2 separate regions of the Mus musculus genome follow, and region 1 is linked to region 2. The links are chromatin contacts, called in public Hi-C maps. All regions are on one chromosome and are shown on one strand. Each heading gives the region's core, a stretch centred on a gene start, on an enhancer-like site or on the middle of the called end of the contact. The rest is flanking DNA. Distances are from core to core; before and after follow the strand shown.

The links. A called contact is a pair of places that touch in the nucleus more often than the background predicts.
Region 1: a contact with region 2 is called in a Hi-C map of pre-megakaryocyte-erythroid progenitors, with 5 times the contacts expected there. The contact joins two enhancer-like sites. A contact is called at or near these places in 1 of 484 Hi-C or Micro-C datasets (pre-megakaryocyte-erythroid progenitors) and 2 of 115 datasets of contacts at active chromatin or transcription factors (double positive thymocytes and extraembryonic endoderm stem cells).

What each region holds. Positions count from the first base shown.
Region 1 is chr4:133,410,179-133,415,909 of GRCm38.p6, forward strand. It overlaps Slc9a1 (solute carrier family 9 (sodium/hydrogen exchanger), member 1), which reads left to right. Exons shown (of 12, transcript NM_016981.3): 2 at 1,659-2,119; 3 at 5,123-5,373. Among named protein-coding and RNA genes, the nearest start is that of 1700091J24Rik, 22 kb to the right of the region's middle. Within about 2 kb of position 3,168, at least 65 of the 459 cell types and tissues checked have an H3K27ac peak or open chromatin away from gene starts, as enhancers often do. A contact at or near this core is called in pre-megakaryocyte-erythroid progenitors, where this site is marked.
Region 2 is chr4:133,091,148-133,096,643 of GRCm38.p6, forward strand. No RefSeq gene overlaps it. Among named protein-coding and RNA genes, the nearest start is that of Gm26615, 10 kb to the left of the region's middle. Within about 2 kb of position 4,209, at least 219 of the 459 cell types and tissues checked have an H3K27ac peak or open chromatin away from gene starts, as enhancers often do. A contact at or near this core is called in pre-megakaryocyte-erythroid progenitors, where this site is marked.

The DNA.
Region 1 (5,731 bases), core at 1,918-4,417, 320 kb after region 2:
CTCTGACCCAGGCAGCTTTTCAGCACAAGAAGTGACTTTTGTAGTAGGAACACGTACAAGGTTGCTTTGAGATTTCTTCCTACCCTAAGACCCATGTTTTTCCCTAATATGTTTTTAGTGTCTCTGGGAGCTTGGCGTCATGGGCACGTAGTGCTATCCTAGCGTTGCCTAGGTCAGTACCTGAACAGAGGAGGGGCTTTGCCATAGGAAGAAATGTCCTTCCTTCCACAGGTCTAGGGGTAATGATGGCAAAGATCTGGCCAGGCAGGTCCTGAAGCTCACGAGATGTGTCCCTTCCCTTTGTGTCCAGCCAGCAGGCGTGTGCTAAGCTCCTCAGGTAGCCTCAGCCCTGGGCATATACTATAGGGTTCGCCAGCTCAGAACTTGCTTGGCAGGGAGAGGAGAGAGCATCGGTCTTGAGCAAAGGCCTCGCTACCTTTTGACCAAGTTGGCTTTGGGGACTGAGTACCCAGCATGCATTTGGGTGCTCAGGTCTTCACCCACCTTCCTACTCCAAAAGCAAACCAAAGAGCTCATAGGGAATGTGGGGTTCTGACCAAAGGCTAGGTATCCTCAGAAGCCTGGGTCTGGAGCCTTAGCATGGGCCACAACAGAGGATGGCCAACACTACGTGGGGTTGACAGATGTCACAGTGGATGTGGAGGGAGGCAAGGAGAACTAAACTTTCAGAACTATGGAGTTTGCTGGGAGCTGGGCTTCAGACCTAGGCTCCCTCCTGGTCCTGCTGTTGATTTGCTCTGACTTTGGGCAAATCCCTTCACCTTTCACTTGCCCAAAGTGACTGATGGCCTTTGACTTCTTGGGATCTTCTGGAGCAGCCGCCTGGTGTGCCTCAGTTGCGTACAGCTGCCTGCTGCTTGCGTGTCTAGGGCTGGAGGTCGCTGAATGTGCTCTGCAGGTGTGCAGGCCCGGGCCTGTTGTCCCCAAATTCTCCTGGCACTGACGCTCCTTGATTCTCCTGTCTCTCTCACATCCCCGCTTTAACACCACCCAGTGTCAGCCTGCAGCTTATACACCCCGATGGCACGGAGCCTGCCGCCTGCCCCGAGACGGGATTGTTAGACTGTACCTGTGGTTGTCTCTGTGTGGGATGTAAGCCAGGTGCCTGAGGAAGTGCCGTGGGTTCAGGGTAGCTTGATGCCGTGGAAACTTTTTGCACCTTGATTATCAGTTTGATTTCTGTCTGTCAGAGGCATGCAGAGCTGCTGCTCTGTAACGGACAGTTGGCGAATACTCTGTGAAAACAGCAGGTAAAGGCGCTTGCCGCCAAGCCTGAAGACTTGAGTTCAGTACCCAGGACCTGGTTAAAGGAAAGACCCAACTCCCACAAGTTGTCCTCTGACATCCACCCATGTGTCATGGTACATGCATATCTGTGCACATGCGTGCACGCGCGCGCACACACACTATAAATTTTAAAATAATTATTTTATGCCACAGCCCTGTGAAGCTGGTATTATCCCTTCCGTTTTACAGGCAAGGAACCCGAGCTCAGAGAGTTAACAGAGCGGCCTTCTGAGACCAAGCCTGTGCACCTCTCGCCAGCTGCTTTCCTGGTCCCCAGTCCTGTCCCCAACCTTCTGTTCTTCTGGCTCCCCTGAAAAGCCCACGGCCTCCCGTTCTCTCGCCCTTCACAGGTTTCCATGTGATCCCCACCATCTCAAGCATCGTCCCGGAGAGCTGCCTGCTGATCGTAGTGGGGCTGCTGGTGGGGGGCCTGATCAAGGGCGTCGGAGAGACGCCCCCCTTCCTGCAATCAGACGTCTTCTTCCTCTTCCTGCTGCCACCCATCATCCTGGATGCAGGCTACTTCCTGCCTCTGCGGCAGTTCACGGAGAACCTGGGCACCATCCTGATCTTTGCTGTGGTGGGCACACTGTGGAATGCGTTCTTCCTGGGTGGCCTCCTGTACGCCGTGTGCCTGGTGGGCGGCGAGCAGATCAACAACATTGGCCTGCTGGACACCCTGCTCTTTGGCAGCATCATCTCTGCCGTGGACCCTGTGGCTGTGCTGGCCGTCTTCGAGGAGATCCACATCAACGAACTGCTACACATCCTTGTCTTCGGGGAGTCCCTGCTCAACGATGCCGTCACTGTGGTGAGGGGGCAGGGGTCACACCACACGCACATGGGGCACAGGCAATGCCTTATCCTTCCACTAGTGCTAATAAAGATGGCCAGGGTCCCTCCATGCTTTCTGTCAGGCACTGCTCTGAGCACTGGAACATGGATAACCCGAGGAGAGACGTATTTTCTTACCTTACAGAACTAGAAACAACCCACAGAAGTTAGCTTACTAGAGTGCGGCGGAACTGAGCTTTGAGGCAGTATGCTTGGCCAGTCTATGCCCTCTAGGACCTGAGCTGCTGGCCTAGCAGGTCATTTGCTTCCTGGCTAGCTTGCATTTGATACTGTGTTGCCCAGCCACTGGGCTTCTTCCTGCTTCTGTTCATAGCCCATTTAATCTCTGAGGAGGCTTTTAGCTCTTGTGTTGGCTGTTTAAGAATTGGTATGTGCAGGGTTCTGGGCAAAGGAAATGAAAAGGACTCGGTCCCCCCAAACCTCTAGGATGTGGGAAGTGAAATTAGTAGGTCTGGGCTGACTGTGTGGTTTTGTTGTTGTTTGTTCATTCGTTTGGTTGGTTGGTTTTTGGTTTCTTGCTTTTTTGTTTTAAGACGGTGTTTCTCTGTGTAGCCGTGGCTGTCCTGGGACTTCCTTCTGAGACCAGGCTGGCCTCAAACTCAGAGATCTGCCTGCCTTTGCCTCCTGAGTGTTGGGGCTAATGGTGTGTGCATCACCGCTGCCTGACTACCCAGCTGACTACTTGGTTTCCTGTGACTTTAAGTGAGAAATTCTTCCTCTTCCAGGCCCCTCCTTTGACAGACTTCAAGTGACCGAGTGGTAGTGCTGTTGTCCAAAGGCCAGGTGGGGTTTCCTGGGATTCCTGTTGGAATCCAGCTTGTACGTGTGCACCTGAAGTGTGGGTGCCTAATTTGAACCATCCCCCAGCTGAGTCTGGCTATGCATTCAGGTTGACGTACAGGAAACAATGGTGTGCTTGCATGGAGTTGATAACTCCATCTGTGTATAAGATCTATGCAGTCTCCTGACCGTGAGCAGCGCTGGGCTGGTCACGTGGCTGATGCTCAGACGCTCCCGGTTTGGATGCCTGCTACCCTATCTGGTTTGCACAGTGACTCTGTAGCTTTGTTATGGTTTCTGTTGCTGTGGCAGAACACCATGACCAGAAGCAGCCTGAGGAGGAAAGGGTGGATTTAGCTTTCAGTCAAGTCATGTGCCGTCGCTGAGGGGAGTCAGGAACTCGAGGCAGGAACCTGGAGGTAGGAGCTGAAGCCGAAATCCTGGAGGAGTGTTGCTTATTAGCTTGCTCAGGACCACCTGGCCAGAGCTGGGTTCTCCCTCATCAAGAACATGCCCCATGGCATTGGCCACAGGCAGTCTGAAGGAGTAGGTCTTCTCCCTGGGTGATTCTAGCTTGTGGAAAGATGACCCCTGCAAAACAAACCAAGCAGGACGATGGCACTCTTGAAGTGGAGGCATCAGGAGGTTCTTAGCTGAAGAGCTCACGTGACTGCTGGGGTCACATGACCCCCACAGGCCTACACCACATTGCTTTTCTTTTTCAATTATCATGTCACTGACGATAGCTCCAAGCGAGAAAAGAGGACCCAGCCTCAGTACCGTTCCTGTGACTCATGGCATAGCCTGTGGTCACTCATGAGCATCCCCAAGCTGGACTGAGGTTAGCCGATGGCGGAACACACTGCTGCTGAGGTCCAGCCTGGGTCCCAGAAAGCTGTGATCCACTGGTGCCTAGCCAGTGCCTAGCAGCCACCCTTTCTGCAGCCCATAGTGGGCCTTTGTCCAAGATAGGGTTTCTCTGTGTCGCCCTCCCGGCTGTCCTGGCTGTCCTGGAATTCACTCTGTAGACCAGGCTGCCCTCACAGAGATCTGCTTGCCTCTGCCTCCTGAGTGCTGGGATTAAAGGCATGCACCACCACTGCCCGGCCTTTCCTTCTTTCTTTCTGTTTTTATTTTTGTTTGTTTGGTTTTCTGTGTGTGTGTGTGTGTGTGTGTGTGTGTGTGTGTGTGTGTGTAGCCCTGACTCTCCTGGAACTAGCTCTGTAGGCCAAGCCAGCTTCAAACTCAGAGATTTGCCTACCTCTTGCTAGGATTAAAGGTGTGTGCTACGATTGCCTGGCAAATTGGGCCTTTTCTAGAGCTTAGTTCAGGTGTGAATGCCCCAGACAGTGAGGCTGCACCTGAGCTGCCTGGCATCAGCTCTGTCCTCTCACTCTTTCCTGCCTGTTGCCCCTTCTTTCCAGGCCTGGAACATCTCCCCTCCCCCAAAGCTGGTTTCTGGCAGAGCTCTCTAGGGCTAGACTTGATTAGACTGAGAGCAGCCGTGCCAGTCAGTCCCTCAGAAACTGAAGGAATAGGTTTTGGGCCTGCCTGAGCCTCCCTCTACCAAGGGCATAGGTTCTTGACCTGCATCCCAGTAGAGATTGTGCCCACCATGTGCAGGCTGTGGCCCATTCCAGGGCCTCCAGCTCCACAGCATGTGAGCCTGGCTGCCCATTGTAACCAGGCAGCTTGTTTAAATGGAGATTTCTCGGTCCTACTTGGTGGATCCCAGGTCACATATGACCTGGCCCCAGTTACTTTCAGAGATTGACTGGTCCTGTCCTGGTTTACTGTCTAAACTTGTGCTGAAGGAGAGTACCACAGGGAGTCCCAATCATGCTGAGTGCTTTACTTAGTTCTTATGACAGCCCTGTGATGTGAGCACCCCAATTGTCCCCCACCTTGTGGAAAACTGAAGCACGGGAAAATGAGGCCATGTGTGCAAAGGATTGTAGCTTTAAGAGTGTATGTTGATTACCAGCAGGGGGTGCTGCAGGCCCCCAGTGTGCTCCTCTAGCACGTGCCGCTCCGTAAGCCCCAGGCTAGGTTCTACACACTTAGCACTTAGCTGCCTTGAGGTCTGAATCCATGGTTGTGAATTGTGGAAGGACAGTGTCAGGGAGCCATGGGGCCAGGGCCCTGCCCTCCTGCCTACCAGCCTGTGTGCTCTCCCCAGGTCCTCTATCACCTCTTTGAGGAATTTGCCAGCTATGACTCTGTGGGCATCTCGGACATCTTCCTCGGCTTCCTGAGCTTCTTCGTGGTGGCCCTCGGTGGGGTGTTTGTGGGCGTGGTCTACGGGGTAATCGCAGCTTTCACCTCCCGATTTACCTCTCACATCCGGGTCATCGAGCCGCTCTTCGTCTTCCTCTACAGCTACATGGCTTACCTGTCAGCTGAGCTCTTCCACCTGTCCGGAATCATGGCGTGAGTCGGAGTGGCAGGTGACGGGCTTGGTGGGGTAGTTACTTACCATGGAGTCTCCGGATCTCTGTGGTCACGAAGGAGCGCCCCAGCACCTGAGGCTCCAGGCTTGCATGGTAGACGCTGACGTGGCCCAGGTCATTAGAGGCCTTCCATAAGAAGCCACTTCCATTGGACTCCTGGGATTCAGGAATCTGAACATTATGGGCAGAATCTACTACTACCCTAGGAAACTGAGCTGGAAGTCTTAGGTCTCAGTCCTACTTCCTCCCATTTTCTTAAAGATGGAAGCCGACAAGGCTCCCCAGAAGGGCTCACCAGGCATCTTCCACGCCTGAATCTCAGAGGCCCCTGAGAAGAG
Region 2 (5,496 bases), core at 2,959-5,458:
CACACAGGCACACACTCAAGTCCTCCCATCCTGTCCTCCTCCCGTGCACGTTCAGGCAACCTGAAGCACACAAAGACATATGGTTGGACACAGTGACCACCTGTGCACACGGGACATAGGAGCTCATCTGACCTCGGTTGCACAGACAAATACAAACCCAGGCATCGGCTCTCTCCCCATGTAAGCTTAGCTCACCACAGCCCCACGTGGTTTCTATCACACAGCCCGTACAGACTCATGCATACAGGCACACACAGGCCCTGCCATCCAGAGAAACAAGCGCAAACACCAAGCAGTGTCGTCGCCCCCCCCCCCCGCACAGCGCCACCAATCATCCCCACCACTGCCATCACTGCCACACTCTCCCCTAATCTCTCACACAACACAGCCAAATATATACAGACACATGCTGTTCCCCTGTGCCACCAGCCATCAATAGCCACAGACATGCTTGCGTGCCTACCCCTGGACATTTGGTCCAGCCCACACAGCTCCCCGGTATCTCCCCAGACACAGATTACCAAACCACAGCCTCACACAGCATCTCTTAAAGCAGACATCCCCACTATGCCTTGTTCATAATTACTTCATTAGTCTCCTGTTGACTGTAACAAGTTCACAGGCATGCCTGACACACCCGGACATGGCACACACATAGGCACATGTACCAACCCCCTTGAAAATGCCTGGATTCCTTGCCAATGAAACGGTACTCACGGGTTTGGGGTTACACACAATTAGACACAGCATTTCTGTGTTCATAGCCAGGATTCAAACTCAGGACATGCACAGCTTTCTCTAGTGCTTATTCAAACACACAGTAGCTCTCTGAGCTGCACAAATACACACACAGCAGAACTTGCACACTTGAACTGAGTGGTGGTGGTACGCGCCTTTAATCCCAGCACTCAGGAGGCAGAGGCAGGCAGATCTCTGAGTACACAGAGAAATCCTGTCTTGAGAAAAACAAAAGAAAAAGAAGAAAAAGGAGAAGGGGGGAGGAGGAAGAAGAGGGAGATGAAGGTGGAGGAGAAGAAAGGTGGAGAAGAAAGAAGAGAAAGAGGAGAAGGAGGAGGAAGTGGAGTATAAGAAGTGGGCAGAGGAGAATTTGCACACTTGAAGGAAATTGATTCACCCCAATACAATTCTTCAGGGTAGTGTGTGTGTGTGCATGTGTGTGTGCGCGCGCGCTCCTGCACACATGTGCATGTCCATGCTCCTACGGGGACTGACCCAGATGTCTGAACCTCATGGTCACATACTGTAGCCTCCTAGCCCCCAACTGCAGCCTTCTACCTCCCTCCCTTGGCTGGTGAGAGTAGAGAAGAGCTCAGCTCTGGTTCCCTCCCTCCACTGGCTGCCTCTCTCCCTCCCATCTGGCAGAATCAGTCAGCCCTGCCCCAGCTCAGGCTCAGGCAGCCCTGGCTGCTCTGGGCAAACTCGCGGCTGGTTGGTCTCGGCCGCCGATGCCGCCGCCGCAGCAGCAGCAGCAGTGGCGGCAGCAGCAGGGGCGAGAAGGCTTCAGGCGGCTGCCAACGTGGCAGACGGCGGGCAGGGCGGCAGGAAGGAAGCTGCGCCCACTCGCTGAGGGGCTGAATGAGCAAGTGATGCAGCTGGGCAGGGGACCTTGTGTACAGCTTGGGCTCTGGGCCCACATTGGTCCCATAATGGCTGTGTGACCTTGAGCAACTTGTTCCCCATCTCTGGTCTCGTTTCCCCCTTTAGCAAATGAACAGTCTGGACTGGACAAGTCTTTGTCTGCAATTCAACAAAGGCAACAGGAGGGACATATAGGCTCACTCTGTGGACTCCAGCTTTTTCAGCCCCCAAATAAATATTTCTCACCTTTGTACAGCTGCCTCCATTGACAAATCTTTTTCATTCTGCATTGGTAATTTGGTAATGGCATTTCATTAAAAATAAAACAGATCCAAGCCGGCATGTTGACTCATGCCTTGTAATTCCAGGATTTAGGAGGCCGAGGCAGGAGGATTGCAACGAGTTCAAGGCCCACCTTTGTTAAATAAGAAGAAAAGGGGATGCTGGAGAGATGGCTCAGAGGTCAGGAGTTCCTAGCACTAATGTGGCAGCTTACAACCACCTGTCACTCCACGTCCTGGGGAGCCCATGTTCTCTCCTAACCTTTGTGGCCACAAGACATGCATATGGTACCCAGGCATACGTGTAGGAAAACACATACACATAAAATAAATCTGTTTTAAGAAGTTAAAGGAAAGAGAGAAAAGAAAAGGCAGGTTTGGCCAGCCAGTGCCCAGCAGAGCTGAGATGAATCAGCGCTTCTGATTCAGTCTTCAGACCCAGCACTGCCTCCCTTATCTTCTCCCTGGGATCCCATGCCCTCACCAAGCACTCAGAACCATCCCCATTCCCCACTGGGCCCCCACCAGGGCCACCTGGCTCTGCCCTGGGGAGTCAGGGTGCAAAGGCCAGACAGGCTCCTACCAACATTCCAGCTGCTGCTGAGAACACAGCTGTCAGCAGGATCCAGAGAGCCAAAAAGCTGCCTCCTAAGCAGGCCCATATTGTCAGCTTCAAAGTGGAGCTGCTGTGGGCTCCTGGGCTGCCCTGGGCCTCTGGTTTTTTCATCCTGATAGCTGCAGTAGATGAGTTCCCAGGACCCTTTCGGCTTGCAGCATTGCCTAGGGAATGAGCGAGGAGAACCACGTTGCAGGGATGTGGCTGGATCTAGGCCCCCAGCCAACGGTGGGGTGCCTGATGTCTGGGAGCCTGGCTCCTGGTTTATCTGCTGGCTGAGGTGGTATCTGCATCTCTGAGGACCCGGGGATAGAGGGGCTCAGCTCTTGTTTGTGAGAGGGAGGGATAGACAGATGGACGACAGTGAGAAGGGGGGTGGGGAAGAGGCCTACATCTCCGTGGAGTGGTTAACAGGAAAGAGGAAGAAGGAGGAGGAAAAGGAAGAAGAGGAGGAGGGGAAGAAGAAGAGGAGGAGGAGGGGGGAGAGAGAGGAGGAGGAGGGGAAGGAGGGGGAGTAGGAGGGGGAGGAGGAGGCAGAGGAGGAAGGAGAGGAGGAGGCAGAGGAGGAGGGGAGGAAAAGGAGGAGGGGGAGGAGGAGGGGGAGGAAGAGGGGAGGAAGAGGAGGAAGAGGGAAAAAAGGCAGAGAGAACCTCTTCCCCCTCCTCCCCATCCCCTGTTTATTTCCTCCGTTTTGTCCTGATGCTCACTCTACCCAGCCCAGTCTATGGGGACCACAAATGTGGGGCAGTTACAGGAGTATGGAACATCTGTGGGATCATCCTGGGAAGTGTGGAAGAGGACCCAGATGGTCTGTGGTGGCAAAGAAAGGCTGCAATCCCAGCACTTGGGAAGTGAAGGCAGAGTTCAAGGTCATTCTTAGCTACAAAGCTGGTTTTAGATCAGCTTGGGTAACACACCCTGTTTCAAAAAGATCTTTTGTTTGTTCCTTTATTTTCCATCTCCCCCTCCTCCCAACCCACCCCCACTGCCCCCCACCCCCACCCCCAGATGGGGCTGTGCTCCGTAGACCAGGATGGCCTCAAACTCACAGAGATCCACCTGCTTCTGCCTCCAGAGTGCTGGGATTAAAGGCGTGGGCTGCCTACGCCCTGCCCATAAATTTTTTTTTCTTTTTAAAGAAAGGAAGGGAAGAAGAGAAGAAGCAAAAATAAATGGCTCCTTGGGGGAAGAGAAAGAAAGAGAGAAATGGCTCCTGGAATGGAAAGCACAGGTATTAAGATCAGTCTCCAGGAAACATCCATAGCACTTCCTCCTGCGCACATACACACATGCGCAATTATCGTCCCCATCCTACAGATGGAGAAATCAATGCTCAACGGTTAAGGACAGAGCCAAGTTTTTATACCCAGGCTGGCCTGACTGCAAAGCCAGTGTTTTGTGTGCTAAGCCATGCGGCCTCCTGATGGAACGGATTGCTAATGGTGGCATTTCCAATGGAGGAGCGACAGTGCTCTGGGAAGAGGTTCTGGACAGATGGTTCCCAATTGGGCCCCTGCCTCAGGCTAGCAGAGCAGAGGGTTGTTGGTGCAGGAGAAGCTCACCCCACCTCCATTCTGCTGTGTGTGGGATGCAGGCAGGTCCCCTCTGGATTCCTCACCATCCCCCGCCAGCCCTTTGGCCTTGCCTGGGTGACCTGCATGAGCTCAGCTTCCCAGCAGCCCTGCGGAGGAGTCAGCCAGGGCAGAGACTGCCTCTGCCCTCGCTGCTTGGCAGTGCCAAAGGAGGCGGGGCTGCAGAGGGGTGTAGCCAACCAGTCCTTCTTCCTGTGCCCCAACTCCCGCACCCCTGGGGTCTTCTGCAGAGGCCCAAACTGGGATGAATGGTGCAGAGCTGGGCACACTGGTCAGGCCCGGGCCTCATTGCTGCAGCCTTGTTGAGTTGCCATTAACAAGTGGCCGGAGGTTGCCGTGTCTCCATGGAGACCAGACAGTCAGTGCAGCTCTGGGGTGAGGGCCGTGATTAGTGAGTGTCAGTTTTGCCAGCCCTGTCCTTCCCACCGCTGCTCAAGACAACAGGCCTGGAGGGTGGAGGGGAGGATTGGGAGGGGGTTCAGAGCCTCACAGGCAGGGGGCATTCAGGCCCAGCCTCAGGTGCTGTGTCTTTGTCTCCCCCAGTGGCTCCTCAGTTCCCCCTCCTCTTGTCGCCTGCCTTCCCTCTTCAATCCATAATCCATCTTACACACAGCCACCAGGGTGAGTTTTTGAAAACACGAGCTGAATCCTGACACTGCCTTCCTTGAGAGCATTCCATGCCTCCTGACACCCTGGAGGCTGAGCTCACTGCCTTTTCCTTTGAAAGACCCCACCATAAGGCTTAGCAAGCTAGCTGCAGTAACGCCATTTTGCAAGGCATGAAAAAGTACCAGAGCTGAGTTCTCAAAAGCTACAAGGAAGTTCAGTTAAAGATTAACAGCTAAAAATCAAGGCTGAATAATACTAGGACAAGGGCCAAACAGGATACCGATGGTACCCACCTGGGCCCCGGCTCAAGGCCAAGAACAGATGATACCCACCTGGGCCCCGGCTCAGGGCCAAGAACAGATGGTTCCCAGACTCAGCTCGCTTCTCGCTTCTGTACCCACGCTTTTTGCTCCCCAGCCCCAGCCCTATAAAAAGGGTAAGAACTCCACACTCGGCGCGCCAGTCCTCCGATAGACTGAGTCGCCCGGGTACCCGTGTTCCCAATAAAGCCTCTTGCTGTTTGCATCCGAATCGTGGGCTCGCTGATTCTTGGGAAGGTCTCCTCAGATTAATTGACTACCCACCTCGGGAGTCTTTCATTTGGAGGTCCCACCGAGATTAGGAGACCCCTGCCCAGGGACCACCGACCCCCGCCGGGAGGTAAGCTGGCCAGCGGTCGTTTCGTGTCTGTCTCTGTCTCCGTGCGTGTGTGTGTGTGCCGGCATCTAATGTTTGCGCCTGCGTCTGTACTAGTTAGCTAACTAGATCTGTATCTGGCGGGTCCGCGGAAGAACTGACG